Linked DNA regions of Gossypium hirsutum: region 1 is linked to region 2. Evidence: chromatin contacts called from public Hi-C data. All regions are on one chromosome and are shown on one strand. The core of a region is the stretch at or near the end of the contact, and the rest is flanking DNA. Distances in the headings are between cores, read along the strand shown. Region 1 holds the start of LOC107905947 (pectinesterase). Region 2 holds the start of LOC107905964 (G-type lectin S-receptor-like serine/threonine-protein kinase At4g27290).

Region 1 (2,700 bases), core at 164-2,663, 130 kb before region 2:
CCTAGGGTCTTGTAGTTGCCACTCCCATCCTTGGCCACCACAACGTCGGCCTTGATTTCATTAGGCAAAGCCTGTAAAAGCTTTCGATCCTTGCTGCTGAGCCATGATGGAAATCCACCGGTCAATGGGTCGTCATCGAATTCTGTCTTCGTAGGAGAAACGGAAACCAAAATGGCCAGGGAAGTTCTTGCTTTCGATATAAGGTCGCTGAGCCCTGGCTCCATAAGGGTCCTCACTGACCCTTGTAGCCCATCCAAGCACGTCACATGGTTTGTCAGCACGCTGCTCAGCCACGCCTGAGCATTTGAATGCCAATTAACATCTTGTTTTTCAACACCAACCATAGAATCCATGATCCTGTCCCTGGATAACTCCATCAACTCCAGACAATCAGCCGAACTCGCTTGCTCTCTACGATTATTGATTCCATCGTTGAAGTTGCGAGCCTGGTTGATGACATTTTGTATATCAGAAGCAGATCGCTCTAAGAAAGCATGTAGCAGATCAACACCCTTCGTTCTCACGGTTGTCTTTGAGGCTACTTCAGAGAGCAAGGCTGAACATGATTTCTGGTCAACAGCTCTCTCACAATATTTATATGGATGATTAGCATCGAAGGAGCTGAATCTTACTAAAGGGATAGCAACCAGGGCAGCTAAGCATATTAGAAGTACCAATGTGAAAATTAGGGGGCAATCCCTGCTGTAAGAACCTCTTGGTCTGTCTAGTAAAGGCTGACGGATATTAGCCATGGTATTTAAGTAAGCTTGATACGCTTAACTGCAGTAGTAGGCTCTTTTGCGCTACATAATCCTTAAATAAGCAAGGGAGTCCAGTACGGGATTTTCTTAATCACAACATTGAAGTAAAGCACATAAGGGGATAATGTATGAAACAGTTACACATGGATAATAAAAAAAAAAGGTAAATAATTAACGCCATGAATGAAGATGGAAGTTATCATTAACCAGGATTTGAGTCTTGAGATGATCAAGTTTTCTCAGTGGATCATTTGTCAACTTTGGAAAACTGGGACATTTGTAACCATGCTTTAGGCTGTTCCTTTTCTCCGGGTCCCTCAATGGCTAAGCGGCAACATTAGAGCTAAGGCTATTTAGCTCAGGAACAAGGTCGAACCTTTTGTTCCTTCAACTAAATCTAAACATCAAACCTTTCTCATTATTATCTTTAATTATTGACAATTTTCCGAGTGCTTGAAACATTCAACTAAAACTGTTGAATGGTTATGAAATTGCTACATGTTCAAATGGTTCATAAATACACGAGGAGTGCTCAAAGACATTGCATAAGGTGCATATCATTATCTTACACATATTCGGCTGAGACAATATTTTAATACGGAAACACACCCAATACTTTTAAAAACATAAATATAATCAAATTGGAACAAAAACAATACTTACTAAAGAATACAAAATGAAGCACATATGTATGTGAATGCTTGGTTATTTATAATAGAACACGTCCAGCTTTTGAATAAAATCTATTGAGCGATGACTTAGGAAAAGCAAGGGATCATGATGGCACTGTCTGCCACTTTAGAATCCAAGTGGAGGATTTTAGATCCGCTTATAATGTGAGCCATCATGGAATTGCTGAATATCACCATTAAAAGAACAATAAACCCAATGGGAACTCTTGCCACAAACAACAGCATTTCATTGATTTGCTTGAACGATAGCGATAAATTCAATCACTTCACCTACTCTACTTACCTTTGTTTACCATTCTTTTTTTTTAAATAAATATTTATTATTGTCCTTTTTCCTTTACCCTTCTTCATCTTTTCTTCCTAGAACTTTGTCTAAGTTTAAACATTGGGAACAACTAAACGTATTTAAAAAACTTAAATTTATAAATTTGGAGGAACCCAACATGATTTATTGGAAAAACGACAAGAGTGCAAGGCCAACTTCTATTAAATTTGAAGGGGGAACAACTAAACGTATTTTAAAAACTTAAATTTACATAAACTTATACTAGTTTATGGTTCTGGGTTCTTATCTTTCAACTCGAAAAGGACATTGATATTTGCTTTAATCTTGCTGTTTCTTTACAATACCTAGAGAGTTGTTTACTCTTAGCCCATCCCAAACAATTACCCATTCGAAATGGTCCACGAACAAATAAATCAAAATGGCCCAACTAGCTTTTCAAAGGATCCCATCTGACTGATCCATCCATAAACTAGGTTTAGTACTTGAATGCGGAGTCAGCTGTCAACCTTAGCAGGTAACGTTTAAGCTTAAAACTCGAATATCGATATCGCAATCTCTTATTATATTAAACCGAAATAACAATGCAGGCAGGCAGCCTTTGATGTAAACTACAGCTTTAGTAATCCAAGGAGGAGGATAAATGCAGACAACAATGAATATAACGATACTAAAGGAACAAATTGATCAGTGATTATAGAGTTTTATCCAAGAAATGTGTGTTGAACAACAAATGATTGAATGGGAAAAAGAACCATTCATCCATAGTTCAGGCGGAATATGTCATTCTGCACGTAGAAGTTTCCTTCAAGCATGGGGATTAGATGAAACATCTGTTATACCATTAAAAATTAGAGACTAAAATTGTATTAATTAAGAATGAGAACCAAGCTTTGAGTAAGAAATACCTAACCTGGCTGAACCGTAAATGGTGCTCCTCTCCAGGCAACTGGAGACTGCCACT
Region 2 (2,700 bases), core at 121-2,620:
AGGAGCTTGTCTAATATCAATTAGGTCTTCATACCAGGTTACACAGCCATTCCCTGTGCCTCTAATGTCTAATTTAGCATAAGCAGCGCAAGAACAATTCTTCAGGCACTCCGCCTCGCAATCTCCGATTGTCATACTTACATTCACCCTAAACTGCGATGCATCCGGCAGTTTCAGCCCTGTGAATTTCACAAACCCTTCTCCTTCATGGCATATATGTGGATCTTTTCGTACACATCCACCAGACCAGTCAAGGACATCCCAGTCTTTGGACGATTTGGGCTCAAAGCCCTTCAAGCAGTCACAGTTGGGAGTCCTGTTAATGTTGCAAATACCGTAACTACCACACAAGTCATAGTTATCACATCTATCTTCTTGGACAGTGAATATGAGGTACCAGTTAGAGTGGCGATCATTCCAGGAAAGGTGTTGAACCGATCCAGATTGACTCAACACGAACCTCGATGGGATGTTGGCTGTTATGTTATATGAATAATAGACTTCATCGGCGTTGGAGACAAATATTGGAGTAAAAACTGGGTTTACCTTCAAAACTGGCACACCACTAAACTGTGTTCCATACCATGGTCCACTCCGGAACTGCTCGTCGGAACCCTTGCGAAGGACGAGTTGAGGAAGTCCACGAGGATCAACGCTATAAGTATATTCTCCAGGAGAAGGATCGTCCGAACTTTTCCATGAAGTAAGATGTCTATTGAGACCGGTTTTCTTGTTCCAACCAAGTTTCATTCCCGGTAATAATGTGTCTGATGGATAGTCGAAGCTTTGCCATAAGTACCTCTCATCATTGTCATCCCCTGCATCCTTCACAACGAGATTCCCAGTATCTAACAACTCCGCAACTGGATTTTTAGCCGTCAGCGATGAATTCGAAGACCAGATAATGCTCCTTGATTCATTGACAATGGACAGTGTTCCATCATCGCCAAGTTTTAATAAACCAGAATTATTTTCAAGCGGGAACTCTCTGTTTGCGACCCAAACAACAGTCCGAACCGGAATGTTCTTGTACCATATTCCTAGATATCGATAATTGGAATCCCCGGTATTGAAGAAACCTAGTTCAAATTTATGACCCGCGGACACTATTGTCTGGCTGTCGTTGATGGAATCTGCTGGAGTTATGGTATCAACGGCAATCGAACTTTCTAAGAACAAAAATACTAGAGATAAAAAAAACAAGAGGTTGCCTTTCAATTTCCCCATGAATTTGTGGATCTTCCATTTCTCTACATTAAATTCGGGTTCACGTATTTAGCACCTTTTCCCCCTCGTGTGAAACAGTAAGTTGGAGAGTCTAGGCATTTAATTGACTAGTCGAATGCAGAAGGCTTATTTTAGTGCGGAGTGGGTGGATAAGCAGCCCCCACCATAATTCATAGTTAAAAAATTCATCAAGGACTGAATTATAAGGGAAGTGATCATAAAAATATTGTTCAAATTTTCAATCTCGAGTTTAATCTCAAGCAAATATATACTAACAGTGCATTTGCATAAAATTAGTAACAAAAAGAAAGATTATTCCATTATATTTCAACTTTCTACCTTTATTTCATGACCAATTTGTTAATAAGTGCTGTGTATCGAATTGCTCTGCATGGCTCAAAAAGAACTAAGAGGGACGATGAGTGATGAGCCATGTTTACAGTATATTAAGACAAGAAATTTGTAGTATCATTTATCATCTTTTGGCTCGAATGGTGTAGCTTTCGAAGGATGATCTTTTTTCAGTGCTGTTAAGCCAAAAGCCTTTCTGCCCTTGACACAGTCTTTGTCTCAATTCAAAGTAGAAAAAAACCTAGGGAACTAATGTAGACACTAGCAAAAAGTTAGTCTGGTAGGTATTTTTACATATAATCATTAATATATTAGATATATTTCATAATTTATCATTGATGTTGCATGTAAGTCAATGATTCAGAATGTGGGAGCATTCGATGATGATGATGATGATGATGATGAGAGTGCCCCATGTAAAAAAAGATTATGTAACAATTCTGCTATAACTTTTTTGTGATGTAATACGGTTAGTGTCTCATACTTTAAGACAAAGCTGTTGTATCCATAACTTCAATGATCCAAGAAACCTGACATCACAACCTTTTACGTGTTTTATGTAATAAGATTTTCTTTTTATTAAATAAATTTGGCTTAGAAAAAAAACCTTCTAACGTGTCAGAAAATATCCACACATCAAAGATCTGGTTGTTGAATATATAAATTTTTTCGTTGGTTGGTAGGGCGTCCTCATCCACTATATTAGAAGATTTTATAAAAAATAACAGAAAAAAATGGGGACTAATCATCTCTGGACTTGACTTTCCAAATGCCCCGGTTGAATTTTCAATACTGCTGGGGGCTTCAACTGTACACATTGCAATTTCTTGAAAGTAAAAAAAAAAAAGAAAAAGAAAATTCATAAGCCAAAGTGGAAAACAGGAAGATTTGGTGCTTAGAAATTTGTTCACGTTCTTAGATCAGTTCATCTGTTTCTGAAAGAGAACTTGAAGACATGAGATGGGTGATTCATAATTGACCCTTCAAAAGAAATTGTAGTTGGAGTGGTTGGAAATCAGGGCCTGCCTGGTCTTCCATTTGCTCCACAGCTAAGATTAAATATAAAAATGATTTGCTGCTCCAAGGAAGCTTCTTACATGACTCATTTCGGACTAAAAACCA

What was found. Hi-C and Micro-C count contacts between places; a contact is called where the count stands out from the background.
Region 1: a Hi-C map of hypocotyl shows a contact between it and region 2, with 2.0 times the contacts expected there. The contact joins the promoter of LOC107905947 here to the promoter of LOC107905964 in region 2. A contact is called at or near these places in 2 of 34 Hi-C or Micro-C datasets (hypocotyl and leaf).

The regions. Positions count from the first base shown.
Region 1 is chrD05:15,266,316-15,269,015 of Gossypium_hirsutum_v2.1, reverse strand. LOC107905947 (pectinesterase) reads right to left here and starts at 1,413. Exons shown (of 2, transcript XM_016832749.2): 1 at 1-1,413. The coding sequence starts at 752. It overlaps LOC107905951 (nuclear transport factor 2B), which reads right to left. Exons shown (of 4, transcript XM_041093952.1): 3 at 2,650-2,700; 4 at 2,285-2,569. The coding sequence ends at 2,495.
Region 2 is chrD05:15,135,137-15,137,836 of Gossypium_hirsutum_v2.1, reverse strand. LOC107905964 (G-type lectin S-receptor-like serine/threonine-protein kinase At4g27290) reads right to left here and starts at 1,370. Exons shown (of 7, transcript XM_016832767.2): 1 at 1-1,370. The coding sequence starts at 1,227.